Linked DNA regions of Mus musculus: region 1 is linked to region 2. A link is a contact called in public Micro-C data. All regions are on one chromosome and are shown on one strand. The core of a region is the stretch at or near the end of the contact, and the rest is flanking DNA. Distances in the headings are between cores, read along the strand shown. Region 1 has its middle 20 kb from the start of Ubxn7. Region 2 holds the start of Pak2 (p21 (RAC1) activated kinase 2).

Region 1 (6,681 bases), core at 2,131-4,630, 230 kb before region 2:
CAGGCACCAGGCAGGCATATGTATATGCAGTCAGAACACTCATAAATAGAAAATAAATAACTCAAATTCAAAGTCTTTTTTTTTTCTTTTGTTTTTTGAGATAGGGTCTCAGTAGATAGCCCTTGCTGGATTTGAACTCCCTATGTTATGTAGTCCAGGCTGGCCTAGAACTCAAGAGATCTGCCTCTGTCATCTGGGTGCGGGGACTAAAGACAGGCACTGAGATGCTAAAGCTTTTAAATTCAGACTCCATTTTAGAGAATCTGACCTAAGTTTGAACTCAGGTACACTAACAGGTTGGTACCTAGCTAGCATTAGTTTTCAAGTTGCCCCACCCCCACCAGAACCTGAGCCTAACTCCAGTCTCTAGGCTAATCCCCAACAAGACCAGTGTCTCCAGATTATTCCCCCAACAAAGCTGCACCAGAGGTTACAAACCTACCCCCTGCCTAAGGACCACCAATGTGGAGAGGAACAGAAGTTAAGTTTATGTTATGACTCCCAGCACCAGCCAATTATGTTAAAGGCCACAGGAGCTTTCCAATTAGATGCTTGCACACGTATTCCCTGCCTGCTGTTTGCTATAAAGCCTTGATCCATAGACATTCGGGGCTCCCCCACCACCAAAACTGTCCTGCGTGACAGTAGTGTGGTAGTTGGGGAAGTGGGGGGCCTCGAGCTAGCTTGAATAAAGACCCTGCTGTGAGTTGCATCAGATTGGCTCCTGTGTGTGTTTTTGGGGATCACTAACATTTCCCTGGCACAACAGCACCACATTAAAAGAATCAGTTGAGGGGGGGAGGGTATGGGGAACTTTTGGGATAGCATTTGAAATGTAAATGAAGAAAATCCCTAATAAATTAAAAAAAAAAAGAATCAGTTGCATGGCTTTTAAAAATCAGCATTATACACATATACTCCGTAAGGTGAAATGAAAAACTGGTGTAAAAATGAGAGAACAGGGCGGTGGTGGCGCACGCCTTTGATCCCAGCACTTGAGAGGCAAAGGCAGGCGGATTTCTGAGTTCGAGGCCAGCCTGGTCTACAAAGTGAGTTCCAGGACAGCCAGGGCTACACAGAGAAACCCTGTCTCATAAAACCAAAAAATAATGAGAGAACAGCCGGGCATGGTGGCGCACACTTTTAATTCCAGCTCTCGGGAGGCAGAGGCAGGCAGATTTCTTGAGTTTGAGGCCAGCCTGGTCTACAAAGTGAGTTCCAGGATAGCCAGGGTATATACAGAGAAACCCTGTCTCAAAACACCACCCCCACCAAAAAAATGAGAGACCAAAAATGTCAAAATTAAGACCCTAAGTCTGAATTTACTGCGTATGCTAAAAATAGACATAATAATGATTATGATTGGACATAATCACTTGGCACAAAGCAAACTGGTGATAGGCAGTTTAATAAGAACTCAAGATATTAGGCTAGATAACATGGTCTCATCTGTTTGATTATGAAGCAGGAGTGAGTTACAGTCAGTCTCAGAATGGTTTTCCTGGCATGGATCACTGAAGGTGAGGACTTCCAAAGCAAGAAACTGTTAGGGACTGGTTTTCTGTCAGGTCCCAAAGAAATCTAGGACAAATGGCTGACTGTGGTATCTATTAGCACACCAAAGTGCATGCTCAGAACTCTAGGCTCCCTCAGGACCTGGCTCCTCCCAGAACTTCTCACCAGGACATGAAGGCCATGAGCTCTCTGGTTCTCTCTCTCTTGGTGTCCTCATCTCTCTTCTCTTCCTCTCTCTCCTTTCATGGACCGGTTCAGTCCATACGCCTGTGGCTGTACTTTCTGTCATACTTACAATAAAATCCTCCTCCACCCCACCTTGGAGGTCGTGTGCTCATTTTCATTCAGCTTTCAGAGGTGTATTCTATAAAGCCAGATGTCATTGATTGATTAGCTAGGTTTATAGCCTGTCCTCGTGTTACTTGTTACCATGGATATAGACTGAAAAATCAATCTTTTCCTGAGAACATGGGGAGTCTTACTCTCCTGGGGAAATTTTTTTTGTAACTCACTACAGAGAAAAAGTCAATTTTCCCAGTATGTAAAGACTTCTCTGGAAATTGAGAACTAAAAGATGAACATCCCAACAGAAAGGACTCAAAGAGAAAAATAAATATAAATAGTCCAGAATGTTGAAAGGAAAACCAGTTTCATGCTGGAGGGTGGGGCTCAGTGGTGCTTAGCATGCATAAAGACCTGGCCTCATCCCCAGCACTGACACAAAAGCATCTCAGCCCCTTTGTGGTTTTAAAATTAATTAGGTGACTTTGTGTGAGTGTCCCGAGTGGACGTGCGTGGGTGTGGAGGTCAGAGGACAGCTTTGAGGAGGCTCACTCTCCTTCCCTCTCGTGGGTCCCAGAGATCAAATTCAGGTCATCAGGTGTAGCAGCGAGTGCCTTTACCCACTGAGACATCTCAAAAACTCTCCACCTCTGAAGAGTTTAAAGATTTTGTAATAAATCCTTTATTTAATAACCATGTGCAAGGTCCTACAGAAAAGCACAAACCACAGCCATGCAGCTAAGGCGCAATATCAAAGGACAGTTAATGCACAAAATCACCACAGTTGTTTTGTTTTATTTTGGTTTCTTGGTCTGTTGGCTTTTTGAAACGTTTGTTTCTGTATAACCCTGACTGCCCTGGAACTCACTTTGTAGGATCAGAGTGGCCTTGAACTCACAGAAATTAGCCGGCCTCCGGCCTCCCAGGTGCTGGGATTAAAGGCATATGCCAATGTCCAGCTCAGGCACCAAAAAAATTTAAAATATTTACGCCCAGGAGGTCTGTCATTTACAAAGAACCACGGCAACTGAGGAATGCTGAGAACAGAGAGTCTCCCCCAGGGAAGAGCATACCAACTGGTTATCCAATACCAAATGGTTTGCCCTGAGAACACACACAAGTAACACTAGATAGATAGGCTCAGCAGCTTGTGTGTACTGATATGTGTTATTAATCCTGCCAGGTGAGAATAAGACTATCACAATTTTGAGCCAAATTTAAAGCAAGCTTTAATTTAAAACTAGCCAGTGTGATGGACTCTGGCCAGGTCCATTCCTGGGTTTCCAGAAAATGGCCACTAGTCACATTTTGTGGAGGTTCAAAAAAGAACACCCAGAAGGCCACAGTATTTCCCATCAGGTCCAGAAAAAGCATATATCCTAACATACTTCCAGCCTAGGTATGTCCTGCCTGCATCTGAAAAGGTCGGCATAGGAACTTTGGAAAGGTCATGAAACACTCACCCCTCCGGAAGGGAGAGGCTAATTAGCATTTCTCTGACTCCAGGGCAGGAACTGACCAACGGGTAGGGACTGACCTGCGGGTAGAGACACATTCCACAGACTGACCTTGCTCACCTCAGACAAGGGAAGTCCTTGCCACCTCATTCCCCTAAAGACCAATCAGTTTAAAGGGTGCACTGTTCTGCCAATCATATTGTGCCTAGTTGCTGATGCTCTATTCTGCCCCTGGAAACCATATAAAAAATGGCCGAATGGGTGCTGGTGGTCACTGCCTCTCCTTTGGGTCTGGGATGACCCCAGTGCACTGGAACAATAAATTCCTCTTGCTTTTTGCATAGGTCCTGGCTCCACGTGGCTCACTCAGGGGTCCCCTGTAAGCTAAGGCTCCTCGGAGTCTTACACGTACCTCTAATTACTTGTACCTCTCACATACATGGGATTAAACACATCAGGAGCAATTGTTTAAGGAACAAAAAACACGTGGCTTGTTATCTCCCACAAATAATAGCCTGCAGCATTTAACTTTGGCTCTCAGTGTGTGTGTGTGTGTGTGTGAGTGTGTGTGTGTGTGTGTGTGTGTGTGTGTGTGTGTGTGTGTGTGTGTATAACAACAATGAAAAAAGAGGCCATGAATTTGAAAGAAAACAAGCAGGGGTCTATGGGATGATTTATATAGGGCTGAAAGGGAAGGAGCAAATGATGTAATTACATGTAATTTTAATCTCAAAAATAACTAAAAACATTTTCTTTTGTTGGTTTTTTTTTTTTTTTTCCCAAGACAGGGTTTCTCTGTATAGCTATGGCTGTCCTGGAACTCACTTTGTAGACCAGGCTGGCCTCGAACTCAGAAATCCACCTGCCTCTGCCTCGCGAGTGCTGGGATTAAAGGCGTGGGCCATCACGCCCGGCTCCGACTAAAAACATTTTTATTTGATGTGTATAGGTGTTTTGCCTGTGCTTATGTCCATGCATGCATTGTGCCCACAGAGTCCAGAAAACAGACAGATGTGAGCTGGCAGGTTGGTGCTGGGAATCCAACCCTGATGCTCCAGCTGCGCAGGCTGTGCCCCTTACTGCCGAGTCATCTCCATAGCCAGGCCATTGAACTTTAAATGTTTTATAAAAATGTACAGAGCAGGACACGGTGCTGCGCGGCTTTAATCCCAGCACTTGGAAGCAGAAGGAGGTGGAACTCTTGAGTTTTTAGCCCTGCTTGGTCTACATAGGGAGTTCCAGGCCATCTAGAATTCCACGGGGAGACCCTGTCTTAAAACAACAAACAAAACAGGAAGTACTGCTACGGGGGCCAGCGAGTAAAGGCTCTGGCTAAGAAAGTCTGATGGCCTGAGTTTGCTTGTGTTGGATCCCTAGGACCCACATAAAGACAGGAAGAGAGAACTCACCCCACAGAGTTGTCCTCTGACCTTTACTCGACATGCTTGCCATAGCGCGAATGCTCCTTCTCCAATAATAAAACACATATCAGAACTGTATGTATCCTGCTGTTGCTGGGCATCCTAGCTTATGTCTGCATCTCTGAAGAGGATGGTGAGTTTCAAGTGTTAGAAGTTTGCGGTTGTAAAGAAACCAGTGTCGTCCTCTCTCCTGCCTCTCCACTGGTGGTGACTGGGCACCGCTGGCACGCAGCTCAGAGTAGGCAGAACAGATTCCAAAACGGTGGTCCATGGGCGAAAGAGCAGGGTCTGGGACGAATGTGGTTTCCGGTCTCCTCTCTGGCACCTGTGCACTGAGAGTCCGCGGGTCTGTCTTTCCCTTGGGGCATCTGCCTCCCAGGCCGGGAGGGGAGGCAGAAACCAGTCTGAAAGGGAGCAAGGGCCGAGTAAACCAGGGGCTGGAAGAGAGAAGGCCTTCCTAGGAATTTTAGGCACAGTTTGGTTTTGTCTTTTTAAGATTTATTTATTTTATATATGTGACCACACACTGTCTTCTCAGACACACCAGAACCTTCAGATTTCAGTACATGAGCCACCATGTGGTTGCTGGGATTTGAACTCAGGACCTCTGGAAGAGCAGTCAGTGCTCTTAACCACTGAGCCATCTCTCCGGCCTTTAGACATAGTTCTTTAAGATGAAGGCATTCCCCACAGAGATCCTAAACGAAGCAGCTCTCTGAGACAACCCTTTCTTGTTCATACTGTTTTATTTGATGGTTGATGTAAATGCACAATTTAGTCAAGGAATTAAATATCATTTGTGGGAAGGATTACCCAGAAAGAGCAGCTCATTGGCTGAAAGCTCAGGGCCTCATTAGCATGGAGAAGAACTCCAGGTGTTACTGCTCCACGCCCCAGTGCCCATGGTCCTCAGTGGGGTGTCATGGTTCCGTGCTCCTGAGCAGGTAGAGACAGAGGGGGGGATGGCTCCGCTCCTGCTGTTCTCAGTTCTGGGATTCCCAGGATTGGAGCTTACTCAACCTTACCACTTCTTACGTCTGCCAGGTAACAAGGTCCCACATGGCCAGACACCGCTTCCACTGAAGCACCTGGACAAGGCTCCTGAGAGAGAAATGGCAAATAGTAAAGGAAGGAGAAGAGAGGGGCTCCTCCCAGGAGGGAAGGCTCCCAGTTCCAGGTTGTAGGATTCCTGGAAAGCAGCAGGGACCTTTGTTTAAACAAAAAGTTTTCCAATAGTGTGTGTGTGTTGGGGGTGGGGGTGGGGGTACATTTTCATAAAAGTCTTACAAAGTGGGAAAGAAAAAGACGAAATCCTTGTCCTGAACACAAGCTTTCTAATATTTGATAGGACTCATATGTGATGTTTCCTACACAGGCCAGCAAGACTTTGTATTAACATCTCCCTGTTTCCCATCTCCAAACAGGTTTAAAAGTTAAATTTGTCTAAAAAGAAAAAAAAAAATTAAATCAATGTGGGTTTTGTTGTTGTTTTGTTTGGTTGGTTTTTTTCCTTTCTCGTTTTGAAATGGGCTGCCCTGTAACTTGAGGGGTCATCCTTGGTCTCTTGACTAGCTGGGGCCATAGGCCTGCACTAGCTTGCCTGGCTGGAGCTCCTGTAATCTTTAATTTAGAGAAAGAAAGCGCTCACAGATGGGGTGCAAGCTGTCTGTTGTAGAGTCCTGAGGTGCCTGGTGGACCTGTGCAGGGTCCTGAGGTGCCTGGCGGACCTGATGTCCGTACCTCTTGCTGTTCCTCCTTGTCTAGCCTTAGTTTTTGAAACCCTGCTTTACTCTGGAGAGTTATTTCATTATGCTCCATTTCCAACTGCTCATGTGCCCATCTTTCAAGAGATGAATCTGATCTTATCTGAGAGCCCCGTCTGTGTTATTTCTAGGGTGTATTCTAGGAACACTGGGAATATTTTCCCACCTCAGTCGGCCCCGCTCGCTCAGTCCCTGGTCGCTCCAGCCCCAAGATTTATTTATTATTATACATAAGTACACTGT
Region 2 (6,340 bases), core at 1,474-3,973:
GTCTTGGTCTTTAGAGCAGTGGTTCCCAACTTGTGGGTCACGACTCCCAAAGACCATTGGAAAGACCACAGATATTTGCTTTACGATTCATAGCAGTAGCAAAAGTACAGTTAGGAAGTAGCAATGAAAATAACTTTCTGGATGGGGTTCACCACTGAGTATTGAAGGGTTGCAGCATCAGGAAGGCTGAGAGCCACTGCTCTGGGGTCTTACCAGGCCTTAGCACTGCCTCTTTCCTATTCTGAAGCTCAAAAGAAAGAAGGCACGGGAACTGAGAGAGATGAACAAAATACTAGTTTTGTTCAGTTGAACCAAATTTCATCGGTCTTTAAACATAAAATTGGAGCTGGAAAGATGGCTCAGCAGTTAGCAGCACTCACTGCTCTTCCAGAAATCCTGAGTTCAATTCCCAGCAACCACATGGTGGCTCATAACCATCTGTAATGGGATCTGATCCCCTCTTCTGATGTGTCTGAAGACAGTGACCACAGTGTATACATATACATAAAATAAGTAAAAATAAAAACATTAAGTTAATATTTAAGATTGTGCCTTATTATATAATCCAGTGCTATATTCATTTTTAGGGGTGTTGAGAAATGCAAGAAAAACATGATTGACACCAACTTTGATAAGACTCTTATTGCCTGATCAATAGATGATACATATCTGAGTTTGGCCACTTTATATTATTGACACTGAATAATGGTCTGTATTTTCGGTGAGTTTTGTAATTTTGTGTGTGGTCCTTTTTTTGTTTAGGCCAAGAGAATGGATATTGTTGTCTTATTGATTCTTTCCCGGGGTTTGTTCCACTTTTATTATTTATTCATCTTAAAGAGTTGTGGTAGGTTCTTTTGGATACAGAAAACAGAAAAACTGCTCACCTCACCTAAGAGTGGTGGTAGGTGGTTAATGTGTATCCCAGTCACTTTCCAAGAATATCTATCTGTTTGCTAGTTATTTTGGAGAATGCTATATGCTTTAGGAACTAAAATGATTGCTTGCAATTCTAATCAATTGGAATATAGTGGATTTAAGGATTATTCTAGAAAAGCTACTTATTTTGATAATCCATGTTCAATGCTACTCATAGGGAAATAGAGGTAAGCAGCCAACATCCATGTAAAGTGACATACAGCCCTATGTTACTCAAACATACATCCTATGTTACTAGCAGGTGGCTGAATGTAGATTTGATAGGCTGCAAAGAATAGGGTGTCATGTAGTTCATCTGACCTCCGACTCTCTATGTAACCATTCTTGTCCCCTATCCGTCCTCTACCTCTCAGTACTCAAATTCCTCATCTTACCTCAGCCACCTGAGTGCTGGAATTACAGGTTTGCTTCATCATATCTTGTACTACAGTACTTTTTTTTTCTTTTCGAGACAGGGTTTCTCTCTATATAGTCCTGGCGGTCCTGAAACTCACTTTGTAGACCAGGCTGGCCTCGAACTCAGAAATTCGCCTGCCTCTGCCTCCCAAGTGCTAGGATTAAAGGAGTATGCCACCTCGCCCAACTACTACAGTACTTTCTAATATACCCATCTTACACCAAGGTGCAGCTACATAAGTCTTGTGGTTTTGGTTGTGAGCCTAGCCTTCATCTCTCACTGACCGTGGCAATCCTCTTCCTACTTGTAATCCTTTCCCCTCAGTTCTTCCGAGTTCCTTTTTCTGTTTTAACTGCCACCTTCTCTGTCCACTCTGTCCACGGTAATCCCTCAGCTTTTTCCCCACCTTGTAACAGGTATCAGTGTTTTGGTTTTTATGTTTTCATACGTTTTTTTGGTTGTTTTTTTTCTGAGACAGGGTTTCTCTGTATAGCCCTGGCTTTCCTGGAACTCACTCTGTAGACCAGTCTGGCCTCGAACTCAGAAATCTGCCTGCCTCTGCCTCCCGAGTTCTGGGATTAAAGGCGTGCGCCACCACCGTTTTCATGTTTTTAACCTTTACAAAGACTAGGTGAAGCATGTTCATTTCTGGTACCTAAATGGTCTTTTGTAGATATTAGATATTGACATAGTTGTGGAATAAGAATACATGAATTAACTCCTCCATTGATAAAATACAGAAAAATAAAAAAATCTTTGTTTTGCAAAGAGGGAGGACCTAATTTAGCAGCATAATCTGATTCAACTTAATCTGGTTAAATTTGTAGGAAAAAAAAAAGCGGTGGCGTCGCATTCCTTTAATCGAGGCCAGCCTGGTCTTCAAAGTGAGTTCCAGGACAGCCAGGGCTATACAGAGAAACCCTGCCTCCAAAAAACCAAACCAAACCAAACCAAACCAAAAAACAAAGTGAGCTGGGCAGTACCTCTTCAGGAGGCAGAAGCAGGAGGATCTCTAGTTCAAAGTCAGCCTGGACTACAGAGTGAGTTCCAGGACAGCCAGGACTCGAAAAGCCATCCCTCCCCACAAAACACCAATTGGTGAATGGATACATTCTCAGAAACAAAGACCCTCTACACACAAATATGTTTGGATCAGCTGTTCTCCGTCAGCTTTGTCAGTAGGTAAACCGTAACTGCAGACAATGCAGAATGCTGATAAATGAGGGACAGGTTTTCTCTGTAACGCCCACTGTCCTGAGTCTCCCTAACAGATGACTAGACTACGGTTCCCAGCCGCCCTGTGAAAGCCCGCCCCTCGGGTCATGACGCCACTTTCAGGGCGGGGCTGTCTTACGGCCCCGCCCCGCGCCCCCGCCGCCGCCCTCCCCCAGGGTTGTGGCCACGCGCAGCGGCAGCGGTTGTTCCGCTTCCCCTCCGGCCCGGGCCGTCGCCATTGCCGAAGGCTCCTGCCCTCCCCTCCCTGGCCCAAGGGGTTCTGCGCCTCACGGCCTCGGTAGCGACGGCCGCGCCCCGCGCCGCTCCCCTCCGCCCTGCCCTCCTCCCTCTCAGCGCCCCAGCGCAGTGCTCGCCCGCGTCGGCCAAGCAGCCCGCCCTGGGTCGGGCGGAGACCTTTCCTCTCTGGTAAGTGCGGTTGCCGCTCGCCCGGGCCGGGCCGGGCCGGGCCGAGCCGCCGCCCTCCTCCCGCCTCCGCGGCCTGGGCCCAGCGGCCCGGGACGCCAGCACCTGCGGGCGGGCCCGCGGCTCCGGGCGGTGGCTCATTGTCTGCGCCCTGGCTCTAAGCTTCGGCCGAGAGGAAGCTTGCTGGGCTGTGGGGACCCTGGCCACTCCGGCCGTCCTTGCCCTTCTCTCCCGCCGGCGCTGCACCGGACGACTCGGGTTTGTTCCTGGATGTTCCCTCCTTTACCAGCTGCGTTCTCTGCAGTCTCGTCGCTCGGGAATCCTGTCGCGAGCTCCTTAAGTTCAGTGTGTAAACTCTTCCTCCTCCTCCACATTAGGAAAAAGTTTTTGCCGGGCTCTGGGAGCCTGCGTTTAAGAACAGAAGTTAAGGATCTTACGGTTTTTGCTTGATCTTTAGCCAGGAGGTGAATATTTGCTTCTTAAGGTTAACTTGGGCTGAGGTTGGCTTTTCACCATGTTTGGCTGTCTGAAACACGCGCGCCCTCACAAGAAAAAAAAAAAGTTGCTGCAAATAACTTAATGGACTCAGCCTTTTGATTAGTTCTAGATCAAGTCGTCCAAGACAGAAGTGTGTTAAATAATTGCCATTGTGGCTTGATGGGAAGGAGGCTCTCTCCATCCCCTGTCTTAATAGAACTAGGTAGAGTGGAAGTGAGATTTGTTTCCTCTTTGACAAATCACCAACTCCCATCGATAGCCGCCAGGTTCTTCTTTACAAGTGACCTGTAGATTTTCCAGCTTTTCGTTTCTAACCTTTTAAAAAAAGACAACCAAACCGGTTAGGCCCAAAATTAGACAACGACGAGCTGAGCTGTGTTTTGGGTGAAGGTTGTGCACGTCACGTTTTTCCCCTGCTGTATTCGACTCTTCCGCTCTTATAAAGTAGGCAGGATATTGAAATAAATACACAAGAATTTGCTCTGGGGATTTTTTTTTTTTTTTTTTTGGTAGAGCTATCCAAAAGAATAGTATGAATAAAATTAGGTTGGGATGAAGGCAGTGAGTAGTAATTTTTAAAACAGGTTAGGGCACGTCAACTTTGCCAGAAGCTCTGTGGCATTTGTAGAACATTCTTGCTTGTCTCTACCCCAGTTCTTCAGTTGGGGTGTGTGTGTGTGTGTGTGAAGGAAGCCTTTTTCGTATACTTTTATACCCATCCTCTGCCTTTCCTAGACAGGGCCTCATTCCAGCTCAGGCTGTTGTGACACTCTTCCTGTCTCAGCCTTGTGTGCTGGGATTACACGTGTTAGCCAACATATTTGGTAGCCTCTCTTTTTAGGTCTTTCTAGAGATTAATTAGCCAGGAACACTATTGTACATTTACATCAGGGAAACTGAATTTTATATTGTTGCTTAGATAGATAGAAAATGTAACTTTTGGGTTTTGGTAAAAGAGGTTGCCCAAAATTAAAAATGTTTTCTTCTTGTTTTCACTAGTACATTATTACCTTTCCCTCTGCCAGGCTATGGGGGAAATGGATTAGTATCAAGTACTGCCATCCTTTGGTACTGTGGGTTGTTCTTAGGTTAGTGAGTTGTCTTGACACTAGGGAGGAATGTCAGGGAATGAAAAAGTACCTTGAAGTTAGTTTCTGCTGTTTCTTTCTCCTTTTTAACCCCTTGTACCGGATTGAACCGCAGACCTCCCTGTGATGCTAGGCAAGTGTTCTTTGCAGCACTGAGTTACAAGCCCAGCCCTCTCTTCTCTGTGCAGACAGTCTCACTGTTTCCCAGGCTGGTATTGAATCTCTTCCCTACCAGGTAAGCCTTGAACTGGGGTTTTCTTCTCAACCTCCCTAGTAGCTGGGATTGCAAGCCTGTGCCTGCAGAATATCTCATTTGTTTCCAAAAGCAGGTATTTGTTTGTTTTTCTTTGGAGACAGCCTCTTTCTATGATACCCAGGTTTGTTTCAAACTTCTGGACTTAAGATCTGCGTCAGAATCCTAGCCAGTGAGATTACCATTGTGTTGGGCAAGCAGACATGTTTTTAAAAAGAGAATTCTTGGGTATTTCACTTATCTTGGGGCCTTGATTCCAGATTTACCTTTTGAGAGAAAGAGATTAATTCTTCTGGGCTTTGTGATCCGTGTCCTGAAACCTAAATTCATGAAGTGATAGTTTTTAGTTGATATATGTCTGATAAAAGGTTCTCGTGTTTCTTTGATTTTTATGATAGGCAAGTTTCCAACTAGACATGATGAAGGCTAGTTTTACGTGTTTTAAATGAGGAAATTTAAAACTTGTTCTGGTTAGCTAAAGATAAACTCTGAGTTATACTTTTACAAAATGCAGGAGCTTGAAATAATTGCCAAGTATAAAACTAGTAGCTATGGCTGAATCCTTACTATCTTCATCAGTATTGGTTATTACAGTAATAATGTTCCGTACTCGGTGCTTTCAGTTTTCTGGCTTTGGTTCAAATTGGACTGTGTTCCAGTCTTGAGACTAGGTCAGGCCTTTCTCTCCTCAAGCACTGCTAGTTACAGAAGTAACTGATGGTTGTCTGATTAGAGGGGAGTTGCTACTTGCAGACTGTGCTTCTGAGTTCTCGGAGGTGAAATTCCTAACTTTTTAAAGATTTAAAAAAAAAAATGTGTAAGTGTGTTTTGCCTGCATGTGTGTATATGTACCATGTGGGTGCCTATGAAGGCCATATAGGGTGTCAGATTCCTGGGACTGGAGTTGCAGACAGTTGAGAGCTGCCAAGGATGCTGGGTGCTGGACTGAGCCACCTCTCCTGCCTGCCCTTCCTTTTTATTTTTTAAGCCTCTTTAAGAGCAGAGAGAGAAGATAAAAATGTCCCTTAATTATAATCACGAAATAGCTTTCTGTGATCAAAATTAGTCTCACTGCTTCATTTCCTTTCTTTCTTTTTTCTTTTCTTTCTTTCTTTCTTTTTTTTTTTTTTTGTTTGAGACAGGGTTTCTCTCTGTAGTCCTGGCTGCCTGGAACTCACTCTGTAAACCAGGCTGGCCTCAAACTTAGAGATTCACCTGTCTCTGCCTCCTGAGTGCTGGGACTAAAGGTGTGTACCACCACTTCCTGGTTTGGTAATTAGCCTGGACGTTCATTCAGTATTGTAAAGTTCTTTCCTGTCTTGTGTAGTGAAACTTACTCTGTGTGTCCCAGGAGCTGGAGACCTGAGTTTGAATGTTGGCTCTTCTAATTAGTCTTGGGCAAGATACCTTTTTTTTTTTTTTTTTTGAGTTTGTTCTTTGAGTCAGTTTCATACATGTATTTAGGGAAGGGAATTCTGATTATTGTAACCCTTAACTTCCCATCTGTCAGACTCCCTCCCTTACAAG

What was found. Hi-C and Micro-C count contacts between places; a contact is called where the count stands out from the background.
Region 1: a Micro-C map of embryonic stem cells shows a contact between it and region 2, with 4 times the contacts expected there. The contact joins the enhancer-like site here to the promoter of Pak2 in region 2. A contact is called at or near these places in 3 of 39 promoter capture datasets (the C10 cell line, cranial neural crest and neural stem cells), 1 of 484 Hi-C or Micro-C datasets (embryonic stem cells), 2 of 115 datasets of contacts at active chromatin or transcription factors (embryonic stem cells and large pre-B cells) and 3 of 9 other capture datasets (adipose tissue, liver and pancreatic islet).

The regions. Positions count from the first base shown.
Region 1 is chr16:32,309,225-32,315,905 of GRCm38.p6, reverse strand. No RefSeq gene overlaps it. Among named protein-coding and RNA genes, the nearest start is that of Ubxn7, 20 kb to the left of the region's middle. Within about 2 kb of position 3,380, at least 22 of the 459 cell types and tissues checked have an H3K27ac peak or open chromatin away from gene starts, as enhancers often do. A contact at or near this core is called in embryonic stem cells, where this site is marked.
Region 2 is chr16:32,075,725-32,082,064 of GRCm38.p6, reverse strand. It overlaps Pak2 (p21 (RAC1) activated kinase 2), which reads left to right and starts at 2,723. Exons shown (of 15, transcript NM_177326.3): 1 at 2,723-2,977.